Regions from separate parts of the Sus scrofa genome. Here region 2 is linked to region 1. A link is a contact called in public HiChIP or PLAC-seq data. All regions are on one chromosome and are shown on one strand. Each heading gives the region's core, a stretch centred on a gene start, on an enhancer-like site or on the middle of the called end of the contact. The rest is flanking DNA. Distances are from core to core; before and after follow the strand shown.

Region 1 (6,893 bases), core at 832-3,331:
CCTCCAGACCCGCCACCCCCCCACCCCCCTGCCTTCCAGGGCTGATGAGGGGCCCTGGGCTGAGAGCAGCTGCCACTTGTCAGCCGAGTGCACTGGCCCTGGCTTCTCTCTGACACTTTAAGGAAAAAGCAAACAGCAGGCGCCAGGCTCTGCTGGAGCAGAGACAGACCGCTCCAACAACACATGCGCAGACAGGTGCCTGGGGTCACAAGGGAGGGTGCCAGCCCAGGATGAGTTAGCCCCCCCTGATACCCCCCACCCCGGGCTGGAATCCACCTGGGCGAAAAGATGCACAGGTGAGGCCCTGGGTGTGGTCAGGTGTGAGAAATAAAGCAAGATAAGTGGCCAGAGAAAAACAACCACGCGGAAGGCCTGCCCCACGTCCCTTGGCGGCTCCCCACCATGGGGCGTCCACACTCGCTCTGCGTGCGCTCTTGGGCTTCCGCTCCCCTGCTCCCCCGGCGTGTGCCCTCCCGATGCCCTCCCGATCCCCATAAACTTTGTGCCTGTTTTCACCGTCTCCTCCTCCTTGCAACACCCTTGCTTTCAGAAGGCTAAGAATCGGGCAACCTGCTTTTTGCTTCCAGCCCCCAGGGGTCTCGGGGCTTTAATTCCCGGTTTCCTCCCAGGCTGCCCAGGCTCCATTCCTGAGCAGAGAATCAAGATCTCGCCTCAAGCCGCCGCTCAGTACCGTCTCCCCGATGTCAGTCCCACTCTGGAGGGGACAAACCCCCTCTCTGGCCCCCACCCACGACATGGCGACCTCTAGGTCTCCTCCTGGGGAAGCCGGGCCCCGCCCGGCACGTGACCCCTTGTCGCCCTTGACTGGAGGCTCCGTGGCCGCGTCTGCACCTGGCCGGCTGCTCTGCCACAGGGAAGACGGAGCTTAGAGAGGCTACGCAGGCTGGCCAGCGGGGAGTGATAACGAATGGGCGAAGGACCAGCAGCCAACTCCTAGTCAGCAGTGAAGCTGGCTGGGCTGGCGATTCCCCGAGAGCTGGGGAGGCTGGACGTGGACCCAGGGTGCAGGTTCAAGTCCAGGACGCCTGCTTCCCTGCAGCAACCTGGGGAACAGGGCCTAGAGGTGAACAGGAGTGACTCCCGCACCCCCATCCTTCCACATCTGTGTAGCTCGCAGGTATCCCCTTGCCCCGCTCAGAGGGTCAAAGAGAAACTTATCCTAGTGGTTTTATAATAAGCACCAGACCCGTGTGTACAGAAAACTGCACAGACCCTGCAATGAACTCCGGCTTCCACGCTTCTCCCAGGTCAGCACCCAGCAGCCTCCACCCTCTGGAAACGCGCTCACACCGGTGCGTCCCCAAGGCGTCTCCACGCCCACCCCGTGGGTCCCTCAGTGGGGAGGGAGCCGGGAGGACCCCCCCCCCCGCACCCTCTTAACCCCTCACCGTGGCTGCCATCCCGCTCCCTCGCCCTGCCCGGCCCCCCATAGACCCAATGGATTCTCAGCCGGTGGCTCTGCCCTGTGTGGGCGCGGCACACAGGAGGGGACTGGAGGTCCCCCAGTCCACGCAGGGAAGTGAACCCACCTGGCTCCTGCCCGCAGAAAGAGGCGCATCCTTTCCGAGGAGCTAGAGCTTCGACCTCCAGGGACGGGGGCTCCTGAAAAACCATTTCCTGCAGTTTTCTTCAGAATGACCATCTAATGCAATGCTTCTAATTAAATTGCGGTGAGGGATTCACTACCAAGAAAACCACAGGCGTTTCCCATCACTTCAGGGCAGTTCCGAAGCTCTTTTTGAGTGACTTCCCATAACTTGGGGTTTCCCTTTTTTTTTTTTTGGTCTTTTTGCCTTTTCTAGGGCCGCTCCAGAGGCATATGGAGGTTCCTAGGCTAGGGGTCTAATCCGAGCTGTAGCCACTGGCCTACACCAGAGCCACAGCCACGCGGGATCCAAGCCGCATCTGCGACCTACACCGCAGCTCGGAGCTGTAGCCACTGGCCTACACCACGGCCACAGCCACGCGGGATCCAAGCCGCATCTGCGACCTACACCGCAGCTCACGGCAACGCGGGATCCTTAACCCGCTGAGCGAAGCCAGGGATGGGACCCGCAACCTCATGGTTGCTAGTCGGTGTCGCTAACCACTGCGCCACGACGGGAACTCCTTTCCGAATCCCGGACCAAGTGCTGCACCTCCTGCCCATCCTGGATCCGCCGCCTTTCCTCCGCCTCCTCCGCAGGCTCCGCCCTGGGATTTTCTCACCCGGCGAACCGAGGAGCGGCGGCCGAGGGCGTGGAGAAGCCGCGCGGGAGCGGAGCGGAGTCGCAGGCGAGGCGCGCGGGGGAGCGGAGCGGAGTCGCAGGCAAGGGGCGCGCGGGCAGCTCGGGGCGTGTGGGTTCGCGCCGGGGTGGAGAAAGCGGGGCGCCGAGCTCCTCGACCCGCCCCCGCCGCCTCTTGCCAGGGTGTCGGCGCGCAGGGGCCGAGGCGCAGGTTGCGCGCCGCGGGAGGCAAGGGGCCAGGGGCTCTCGAGGCGGCGGGGACTGAGTCTCTGCAGGGCGCCCCCAGGCTCGGCTCTCAGAGGGGCCGGGAGGTGGCATCTCGGGTTAGGGCGCCCAGCGCTCAGGACAGAGCCCCTCCTGCCCCAGACCGGTCCCGACCCAGCACGGCGGTTCTCACACTCGCGGGCACAAACTCACACTTATGTGCACTCACAGGGACACACACGCACGCACACGTGGACACTCACAGCCACAGCTTATTTACTCACAAACACTCATAAAGCAATAAAATCCCAGCCCCCTCCCCCGAAGGTGAGGGGAAGGCACTCGACGGCCCCTGTCCTTGCTCAGCTTTCATTTTTGGTTTGACCGCAGCAACAACTGCGAAATTCAATTCAACACCCACTACTGGTTAATGATCTGCAGTTTGAAAACCCCGGGGCCCCTGGAGGCCCCTGTCCCTGGGGCCCGAGGTTGTGAAGGGAGTGGGAGGTGCTGGGGCCGCCGGAGGGGGGGCCCGCGGGTGCGAAGGAGGAGGATTCTCAGGGGAGGTGTCTGTGTCCCGGAGCAGAGGCACAGCGGGTGCTGAGCTGTGCAGTGGGAAGGGTTTGCAGGCTCGGGCCCCAGGCCCGGAGGACTCTAACTGCCCAGCAGGGACCCGGCTGGGTAGGGGTGCCCCAGACTGGGGCCTTTCTCCCTCTGAGCCGGGGTTGGGGCTCTGTCTTCTGGAGCCGGTAGGTCACATCCCTGCACGGTGATCAGCGCCGAGCTCCCCCTCCCACGTAAACACCCAGGTGCATCCAGGTGGGTGTTCCTGGAGCCGCTGCAGCAGGTGGGAAAGCTGTGCCAGCTGCCCTCGGGTGCTGTGGGCGTGGAGATCCCTGACGATGCAGGGCCCCTGCAGACCTGGCCAGGCGACACCCTCCCTTCCACAACCTGCTGCCTCAGTTTCCCGAGGTCTCACAGCAGAAAAGGTGCTGGCCACTGCACACACTTTCTGAGGTGTTTCGCTGGCTCCCAAATGTGAGCAGCTCCCCAGTGGCCGCACAGACCCCAGCAGTGTCACCCCGTGTTGATATGTGCAGATGCCAATTCAGCATCAGTGATTTGGGAGAAATCTGAATTGTTGCCTGTGCTTTTCCACTTCCAGAGGTCTGGAGGCCCCTCCAGGCCATGCCACACGGACCCGTCTGCGCCTCTGCCTCCACCCCTCACTTTCCTCTCTGTGCCTGGGCCCCTCTGCTGTGTGGTTTTCTGTCTGCAGAAGTGTCAGGGAAAGGTGGGGAGCCGTGTGGAGCTGCCAGATTTAGGGACCCATGTGAATTTATGATAATGAAGCATTTTGAAATACCAGCATATCCCAAATATTGCATAGAATATACCTGTGTTTAAAAATGAGACAGAAGGGAGTTCCCGTTGTGGCACAGCGGAAATGAATCCGACTAGTATCCATGAGGGCGCGGGTTTGATCCCTGGCCTCGCTCAGTGGGTCGGGGATCAGGTATTGCTGTGAGTTGTGGTGTAGGTTGCAGACGCGGCTTGGATCCTGCATTGCTGCGGCTGTCTCGTAGGCCGGCAGCTGTAACTCCGATTGGCCCCCTAGTCTGGGAACTTCCATATGCCTCAGGTGTGGCCCTAAAAAGCAAAAAATAAAAATAAATAATAAAAATAGAAAATAAATAAAAATGAGACAGGCGTTCTCATTGTGGCTCAGCGGTAACGAACCTAACTACCATCCATGAGGTCTCGGGTTCGACCCCTGGTCCCGCTCAGTGGGTTAAGGATCCCACGTGGCTGTGGGGTGGGCTGGCAGCTGCAGCTCCTATTAGACCTCTAGCCGGGGTACCTCCATATGCCACGTGTGGCCCTGGGAAGACAAAATAAATACAAAATAAGAAAACTAAAGACGAGACAACAGTGCAGCCATAGACAGATCAGGGCAGCAGGATACGCCTGAGGGTAACAGGGGGCCTCTGTCTCCAGTCGTGCTCTGTGCAGACAGCCTTCCGCGCTCCATGAGGTGGAGGCGTGTCTCCACTTACGGAATCGGCTCAGTGAGTTAAGGCTTGTCTGTGGTTTCGGGGTCTGCCCCCCGCTTGGGGATCTCCCCCACTCAGCCTCTCTCCTCTGATGGGGGCGACCCTGGTCCGAGGTGGGTACAGTTTGGGGGCAGAGATGGGACAACCCAGGCGTTTCCTTGTCTGGCTTCTGGAGCCACCCAGGGGCAGGGGCTTTCATGGCAAGGGGGCCCTCGATGAGAGCGTGAAGATGGACCCAGAGCCCATTGTGTGGGGGCAGAGCCCCTCGGCCTGGGGGGAGCTCGGAGGAGACCGGGGCGGGGGTGGCCTGGGGCAGTGGGGACAGGAGCCTGGAGCCCACACCTTCAGCAGTCCCCCACTGCCCGTGACAACATGACAGGATGGCCAGGGCCACCTTCGCAGGTCACACCCCTCAGGAGGACACTGGGCGGCGCTCGCAAGCCTGTGACTTCCCGGTTGGAGGCTTCAGGCCACTTCATTGTGTGTGAAAACATCCCTTGAAATAGCACGTCTCAGGACCACAGACGTGGATTTCTCAAGGTGAAGCCGAGAGTCGTGTTTTCAGAATGAGTCAGTGTGACCTGGCGGTTAGATCACCGGGTCCGCAGGGCGCTGAGAACCGCAGAGCCTGGGGCAGGGAGGCCCGTGAGAGTCTCCTGCCAGGAGACCCAACATGCAACGCCGGCGTGAAGCACAGCCCGCGGCACGGACTGGGCTCGGGGACCCCACACCCCTTGCTCAGAGGGCCACGTCCACACCCCCAAAGGCCACCCGCCATCCTCCCTGCCGACCTCAGGGCCCAGCCTGCTGCTCCCTTGGCCTCCCTCTCGCCGGGCAGCACACGCACTCTCTCCCAAAGCCCAGCTGGGCAGGTCAGCATGTGTCAGGTCACCCCCGCCCCCATCTCCGCGTCACCTGGTCCAGCTGAGGACCAAGGCTGACCTTTGACCCACCCAGCTTAGCCGAGGCACCTGCCCAGGGTGTGCGTGTGCGTGTGTGTACGCGCACCTGCGTGGCCTGACTCCCGTCGATGGGGCACCCGGACCCACGTTGGACGGCTGGGAAAATGGGGGGGGCAGACGCTGTGCCGAGGTCAGTGGAGGCGGCAGGGCGGTGTTGGGGGGAGGGGACCTTGAGGAGCCAGGAATGCTGGGTGTCCTGCCCAAGGCCTCATAAACGACACAAACACATGAAGTGTTTATTCCGGAAACAATCGGGAGAGTTGATGGGGGTGCAGTTGCCATGGTGATGGTGTGTTTCTGCTAAAGCTCTATCATCACGGAAGAGTTGGTGAAGGATTTGCAAAGGCCATGGCAGCGTGGGAATGAGAAGGGCTGAAGACAGGACGAGCCCACCAGTCTCTCGAAGCCCCGGCTGGGAGTCCCCTGGGGGAGGTGGCACCAGGAGCCGAGGGCCCCCGGGAGGTAGAGGTCACCCAGGGTGACCTGCAAAGGGAGAAGCAGATGCAGAGAAACGGACAGAGCATGAGCCAGATGGCTCCCTCCTGTGTTTGGGGTTTGTGCCTGGTTATCCCTGAGTGAGGGGAAGGCTGGGGTCCCTCCTGGGGACAGACCAGCAGTGGGAGACCAGGGTGTCAGCAGGCTTCCAGCTCCACCTCCCTGGGCTTGAGGCTTCCCGCCTCCCCCGCCTGGCCGCTCCCTGCCGGGATGTGTCCCCTCTCTCATCAAGACGCCAGTTTCCCAACCTAAATGTCCATCGACAGAGGAGTGGATCCAGAAGAGGTGGTACATATACACAAGGGAATATGACTCAGCCATTAAAAAGAACGAGATACCGGCATTTTTTGCAACATGGATGGACCTAGAAACTATCATGCTAAGTGAAGTCAGCCAGACAATGAGACGCCAGCATCCAATGCTTTCACTGACATGTGGAATCTGAAAAAAGGACAGACTGAACTTTGCAGAACAGATGCCAGCTCACAGTCATTGAAAAACTTATGGTCTCCGGAGGAGACAGTTTGGGGGGTGGGGGGATGTGCCTGGGCTGTGGGATGGGAATCCTGTGAAATCAGATTGTTATGATCATTATACAACTACAGATGTGATCAATTCATTTGAGTACTAAAAAAAAAAAAAAAAAAAAAAAAAAAAAAAAGGCGCCAGTTTCCATGGGGTCCCTACTCCTCGCAACCGGCCTCCTTTTTCCCCAGAGGGCCCCGTTTCCCAGCAGGGTCCCCTCACAGGTTCTGCGTGGACGTGTCTTGGGGCCACTGCTCACCCCAGTGTTTGCGCTTTGCGGGGGAGGGTGGGCAGTGGGCGTCGCCGCGGAGCCTCCTCGTCTGAGCCGATCCCCCTCGCGTGAGCTGGCGCGCACGCGTGCACACTCGTGTACAAGAGCGTGTCTCTCAGGGCAGCGTTTTCGGGTG
Region 2 (6,851 bases), core at 2,233-4,732, 260 kb after region 1:
GGCCAAGCGACGGGCTGGGGTTAGGTCACACCGGGGCCCGAACCCTGGGCGCCCCCGCTACACCGCCGCCCTGCCCGGCCCTGCTCACGTGCTGCTCTTGGCCATCTCTTGTCTCTGCCTGTCGATTGTCTCCATCAGGTCCAGGAACTGGGCACAGAGCCGGCCAGAGCCCCGTCAGGGCCCAGAGCCCGCCTGCTCTCCAGGGAAGGAGGGCAGCCACCTCACAGGCCCAGAGCAAGGGGGCCGGGGGGGGGCCCTTCGTCTACACAGCCAGGGTGGGTGGGGCCGCAGTCAGAGGCGGCCGTGTCCTCACCTGCTTGGACTTCTCTTCCCGAAGGTGTTGCACCTCCTTGCTGAGGATGTGGGCGCGGGCCTGGCTCTCCCGGACGGTGGCCTGCCGGTCCTGGTTGCGGTCCATGGCTTGCTCTGTTGCAAGGAGCCAACTGATCCTTGTAGCCGGGGGCCTGAGCCCCACGAGTGGCCGACTGCCGGCCCAGCCTATGCGCGGAAGCCACCGTGCAACATCTCACCCCCAAATCGGATGGACCCCTCAGCGCACCAGGCAGATAAGGGGCTCCAAGGGGGTGGGGGTGGGAGGCCCGCAGGGGGAGGAGGGGCAGGCTGTTCCGCTGCCACCAGAGGTAGGTGTTTAGTCCCTGCCCCAGAAGTCAGAGGCCGCTGCTTGGCTTTTAAGAGGTGCGTGTGGGCTCTTAAAAGCCAAGGCAGCGTTTACAAAACGATCAGCCAAGAGCAGCTCTGGGGGCAGAGCAATTACAAGAGCTTGCGCCACAGCAGGCAGGGCAGGGAGCTGAGGGGAGTGGCAGGGCGCTCAGCCGCCCTGGGGCCAGAGGTGGGGTCGTGATGGAAGGGGACTGTGGCACGAGGGGGTGAGGAGCAGCACCGGGCAGTCGGCTCCCACCATGAAGTGTCTCCTCGTGCTGCCCAGAGCAGCTCCTCCCCTGGTAGCCAGGCCTCCGTCACAGGGGCCAGCGCTGTGCCCTGCTCCGGAGTGCAAGCCACCCGTACCCACGGCTCTGAGGACGTCGCTGGGGATGCTGTTCCCAGCCAGCTCCAGCCTCCACAGGGTTCTGTTGCTGGGGAGACAGTTCGCCAGGGCCCGGCCCCCCAGGAGGCCGATGTGATTCCAGCGCAGGTCTGGAAAGAAACCTGGGGTCGCACAGGGTGGGGCTGGGGGCTGGCGCAGCCTGAGACACTTCCTTTGCGGGGCAGCACTGCCTGTGTCGGGGGCCCTCGTTCCCCACACCCTCCGCTCTGGGACAGACCAAAGGAAGCAGCCAGGGCTGAGGGGCCAGAGATGAAGCCCTTGCCCCGACCAAGACCGCCCAGCCTGGTCTGAGGACCAGGGCCCGGAGCCAGGCGGCCTCACCCAGCTGCTGGAGGCTGGCGTTGCTCCTCAGGGCCAGGGCCAGCTCCTCGGCGCCCTTGTGGCTGATCTGGTTGTTGCGGAGGTCCAGCTGCCGCAGGGTACTGTTGGCTGCCAGGGCGCCGCAGAAAGTGGCGAAGGCGTCTTCCCACGGGCCCAGGCTGTTCCACTCCAGGGTGAGGCTGCAGGAAGGGTGCACGGGGGGTGTGTGGCCTCATGGGGCCTCCAGCTTCCATGGGCTGCACCAGGCTCGAGAGGCTGTGGTAAAGAGGCTGGAGCCTCGAGAAACACTCACCCCCGTCCATGCGCAGCCCAGGAAGACTGGCGCGCAGGAGTGCACCGCGTCCTCTGGAGCCAACCCAGAGCCATGCTGAGAAGGAGCAAAGGCTGGGACCGCCACCTCACCTCTGGATGGACTTGTTCTGTCGGAGGAGTTTTCCCAGAGCCTCAGCTCCTGCAGCGCGAAGGTTATTGCCCTAGAACAGGAAGAGGCCAGCCCGTCATTCCTGGAGTCCTGGGCCGGGCTCCGAACACCCTCATTGGGAAGTGGGTGAGGTCACAGCGAGCTATGGGCGGGAAGCGCGGAATCCTTTCAGATTCTGCTTTCCCTGACCACAGTGGCCCCCTGATGCAGGCTCTTGGTTTGCTGTGGAATGCTCTGGAACTCACATTCCTGCCCTCAGAACACTGGCACACGTGCAGGAGACTGAGAGTCAGTGCGTACAGACACCATCTCTCGCCGCCATCGGGATCCCCGGGCCCCAGGACAACTGCAGCTTCGCTACTCTCCCTGGCCGGGGGGCAGGGCCCTAAGCGCAGATCCACCCACCTTTAGATCCAGAAACCGCACCACGGTGTTGACACACAGTCCCTGCAGCAACATCGTGGCTCCTGTAAGGGACCAGGACAGTCACTCTCCGCTCCTGGTGGCTCCATCAGGGGCAGCTCCCCAGACGGAGGGAAGGGACGAGGGTCCCCGACCAGCCAGGGTTCATGCCAAAAATGAGTCAGTCGCCCCACTCCTGTGTCAGGTTTGACACGCGGCAGGTGCGGAGTCCGGCTGCAGACCCCCCCCCATGCGGACTCTCCTAAGCCAGCTGGCTGGGGGCGCTAAGGTTTTTTCGCTACAGAGAGATGCTCCCCAGTTTCCCGAGTGAATGCTGCTGCTTGCTTTGACTACAGTGAAGGGGAGACTCCCAAAGAAGAGGACAGGCGGGCCACCGAGCACCAAGGCCTGGGGGTGCTGAGCAGCAGGGCAAACAAGCCCAGGGACGCCGACCCCTGCCCGCCCTTCGAAGCTGCAAGGGCTGCTGTGGCCACTGCGGTCCGTCGGTGCCCACCCTCGTCGCTCAGCATGCAGTCACTCAGGACCAGTTCCGTCAGCAGCGCCTCCTTCTGCAGCAGCTTGCCCAGAGCCCTGCAGGTGTCCAGCGTCAAGCTCTGTGTGGCCAGGTCCAGCCGGCCCCGCAGCAGCCCGTGCAGCCGCTGCAGGACGGCCTCCTGGGGCTCGGCCCCGCTCTCCTTGCACAGCCGGCTGTAGGCGCGCTGGAGCTCCTCCATGAGGGAAGGGCTGGCGGGGCTTCCGGCAAAGCTCCCAGACAGGCCTCACCCGGAGGCGGGGAGGCTGGGGAAGTGGGCTGCTGGCTCCTGCTCCCCTGCCCCAGTCCTTGCTGGCTGTAAGCCTCCCCCTGGGGTCTACGGAGAGCCCCCGACAGCGCAGGGGGGCGCACACAGACCCTACGCCCTCAGCAACCGCGGAATGAGGAGCAAACAGTTGCTTCAACTGGCGGGAGGCCCCGAGAGGGCGGGGGCGGGTGATCCTCGGGGTCGCCGAAGCCCAGGATCCGGGAGGAGGATGCTCTCGGGGGCGGGGCGTCTAGCGGAGGGGCCGCTCCCGCCCCCGCCCCAGGCCTCGCGCCTAGGAACCCCGCCCGCTTGCCGCGGGGGCTGGCGGCCGCGGTGCCCCTCAGTATCCAGGAAGAGCGGGGCGCGCCGGGAAGGCCTGGCGGAAACTACGACTCCCAGGACGCTTTGCGGGGGCGGTGCGCTCGCTTAGGACCAATTAGGGCGAGGGAGTGGGCGCGCGCGGCGACCCCATTGGCTGGGGGGCGCAGGGGCGAGGCTTCAGAAGGCGCGCTACGGGTCGATTGGCTGGAGGCGCGGGGGCCGGGCTTCTGAGAACGCACAACTTGGCGGCGGTCATGGAGGAAAGCGGCACGGGCTTCCGGAAAGTGAGCGAGGGACTGCGAGGCGGGGCGGAGCGGGACGGGCTAGGGGGCTCGGGGAAGGCACTGGGAGCGAGCTCGGGGCCCGGCCCCCTGCGTGAGCCACGTGTGGGCCCTAAACCAGTCCCCGTCCTGCCGGCCGGTACCTTCTAGGGTCGGCCCATTCCCAGAATCGGCCACGACCCCCATCCCGCGCGTACTTAGTCCTCCGTGGCCCGAGTGGGTGGGTCGCTAGGCCGGCAGGCTCGGTTCCCAAACCCTTCGGGCTGTGAGTGGTCTCTGGGTTTCGCTTTGTTGCTCTGCGCTAAGGGTAGGAAGCACTGAGCTTTTGATAGCAGCCCTTTGTGTACCTGGGTGAGGACTTCCTTGTCCAGCCAGCCCCTAGTGGGGGAGTTCTCCCTCTTCACCCTGGATGGCCACTTTGCCCAGGCCTAGAAGGAGTTAATGCGTCAAAGGGGAAATCACTGAGGCTGGGCCCTCCCTGCACTGTAATAGCTGCAGAGGGGAGCACTGGCTGGGCCTCCTTCTTGGGATCCTGGGCAGCTCTGGAGTCCTAGCCCTGAGGCCTCGGGCTAGAGCTGGGGTTGCCGTCATTACCCACGAGCAGGCCTGTCCCAGGCGAGGGGCACGGGGCCGGGGTGGGGGGTTGTGGTCCTCCACACAGAGAGACAGAGGCTGACCAAATCCCAGATCTCATGCTGCCCTTTGCAAGCTTGGGGACCCCCCTCTCCCAGCTGGTGCTGGCTCCTTTAGTTGTCAGGGTAAGCCGGTGCAGCAGCTGCTCCCCAGGTGGCAGCCTGGCTCTTTCAGCTCTTCCCTGGAGTCTGGGATCTAGTGGGGCAGCAGGGCCTTCTGGGCTTTCTTGGTGGGACCAGCAGGTGGCGCCAAGCTCGCGCGCTCACTCTGGGAGGGTGCGCGAGGCCGCTGCGACGCTGCCGCAGGTACGGGCTGCTGCAAGCTCTCACCCTCCTGAGCCCTGGCCGGGGCAAGCTCCGCTCCCCGTCACGCGCGCTGCTCTCCCGCTTTGCTCAGCAGCTCTGGGCGAGGCCGTGCCATCTCCCGTGGACAAGGCTGGAGGCCTGGAGGGTCCCAGCACACCTTGCCTGCACAACACCCCGTCTGGGCTCCCCCTGCTGCTGTCCTCTTGGCCCCTCGTTCACAGCCTCTCTCGTCTGGCCTCCACCCTCAGCAACCTTCCCCGGTTCTCATCACCAGCGTCTGCCATCTCTCAGGCCCAGCTGCCCACTGGCTGCTCTACCTGGGCTCCTTGGGTGTGTCCCTCACGAAAATGTTCCGAGCTGAGCTGAGTTGCTGGCCCGAGTCCATCTCCTCTCAGTGGTGCCGTCCTCTGGGGCTCAAGCTCCCCCTTGAGGAGACTGGGCCTTGCCCCGCATTTGGCCCATCCTTGCTGTTCAGGAAGTCCCGCTGGTAGCCTGGGCTCCGTCCCTGACCTTGACCGCCCAGCTCCAAGGTTCCTATGGTGCCCTTCCCCACCAGTTACGGGAAGATGCTGTCCATGTTGGCGTGGACAGACCCGTGAAGGGCTCACAGTGGGAGAGCGCCTCGTCCCTGGGCCAGAAGCACGAAACCACTCTGGTCCCGCCGGGAGCCTCCCAGGGAGCGGTCTCCCCGCTGCCCAGTCCCCAGCCCCGGAGAGAGAGCACTTCTAGTGGCAATTACCAGCCTGTCCCATCCAGGACTCAAAGCCTAAAGGGTGGGGTCAGTGGCCCACCTGACACCTCCTTTGTCCCCAGGAGCTAGTGAGCAAGCTGCTGCACCTGCACTTCAAGGATGACAAGACCAAAGGTGCGCGGACCGGAGGCTGGGGTGGGGGCGGGGGAGGCGGGCAGCCAGGCACCGGGACCCTGCACTGCAGCTCTGCAGGGCCAGGGCCTTTGGCCACTGGACACGAAGCACGTGAGCCGGGTCAGAAGCGGCAGGGACAAAAGTGGGGAGGCAGGGAGAGGGCGTGTCCGTGACCCGCTCCCTTCCCCACCTTGCAGTCAGCGGGGACGCGCTGCAGCTCACGGCCGAGCTGCTGAAGGTCTTCGTTGTGGGTGAGCGGAGGGCCCGGCAGGGTCCTCGGGGTCCCGTCCTGCTTGCCCAGACCACCGTGATCCCTTTACACTGTGGTGTTTGGTGGGGAAACCTGGGCACACTCCCACTTTCCCACAAACACCCCAGCTCTGTGTCCCTGGAAAGCGGTGTTTCAGGCCCGACCCCGGTTCTGAGCTGTCAGCTGGCACGGGGGTGGGGCAGCAGCGGGCCCAAAGCCCAGGGCTTGGGGTTCCGCCGTCGCTGCTCACCTGTGTCCTGCAGAAGCGGCCGTCCGCAGCGTCCGGCAGGCCCAGGCGGAGGACCTGACCCGCGTGGATGTGGACCAGCTGGAGAAGGTGCTGCCTCAGCTGGTAGGTGCGCCTCCGGGAGCGGGGCCTGGTCCAGGCGCTGTGGGGGCTGGGCTGGCCGCACCCACAGGTTCTGAGCACGCCCCCCGCCCCCCAACAGCTCCTGGACTTCTAAGGCTTTCCACCTCACCGTGGCTGCCTGCCTGCGTCACGGCCAAGCCCCGTGTCCACGTGTCTTGTGGCTTCTACTTTCAGAAGGGACAGGAGCTGCTGCCCCCAGGTTCTCCTCCGCTCCGGCGACAGGCCAGCGTCCCAGCAAAGCGCCCCTCCCCATGTCATGCTCTGCCTGGATGCGGCAGATGGGGGACTGAGTGGGAACCCGGCCCATGGGGGCTGGCGCCTGGGTGGTGCCCTCCCCTATGCACCCCCAGGAGCAGCCGAGCACCCACTGGGTGGCAGGAGCACACGCAGGAGGAGTGGGCCTCCTGCCAACCGTCCGAGCGTCCTCCACACACAAGCAGAGTCATGGGGCGCTGCCACCAGCGTCCAAGCTGGGCTGTCACCTTCCAGCCACTTGACACTCCTCAGAAGATGCTCCCCTGAGCTGTGCGTTTGTTCTCACAGAGCAGCGTCAGTAAACCAGAGCCGCCTCTCCAGACACAGCCTGTTGCCATTCATCCCCCCGGAGCCGGGCTGCTTCCAAGTCGGGGGGCGGGGGGGGGCGGGTGACGCACAGCAGGTGTGAGGGCCGCGCCGTGGGCCGGCCTCGTGGGGTGAAATTGGGGCCCGTGCACGTGTGGCTGCCTGCCTGGGACCCCACCTACGCCACGGCCTGGGGTGCCCAGGACCAAGTGGGGCTGGCTGCCGGGGGGCACACTGTGGGAAGGGAGGGCCACT

Evidence for each region. HiChIP or PLAC-seq counts read pairs in DNA pulled down with a chosen protein or histone mark.
Region 2: an H3K27ac HiChIP or PLAC-seq map of alveolar macrophages shows a contact between it and region 1. The contact joins the promoter of CENPX here to the promoter of SECTM1 in region 1.

What each region holds. Positions count from the first base shown.
Region 1 is chr12:728,378-735,270 of Sscrofa11.1, forward strand. SECTM1 (secreted and transmembrane protein 1) reads left to right here and starts at 2,082. Exons shown (of 6, transcript XM_021066356.1): 1 at 2,082-2,329.
Region 2 is chr12:988,136-994,986 of Sscrofa11.1, forward strand. CENPX (centromere protein X) reads left to right here and starts at 3,483. Exons shown (of 4, transcript XM_021066397.1): 1 at 3,483-3,615; 2 at 5,364-5,415; 3 at 5,929-6,008; 4 at 6,253-6,714. The coding sequence starts at 3,586. The coding sequence ends at 6,699. It overlaps LRRC45 (leucine-rich repeat-containing protein 45), which reads right to left and starts at 3,376. Exons shown (of 17, transcript XM_021066372.1): 1 at 2,725-3,376; 2 at 2,214-2,275; 3 at 1,790-1,860; 4 at 1,388-1,566; 5 at 1,027-1,167; 6 at 314-426; 7 at 89-147. The coding sequence starts at 2,944.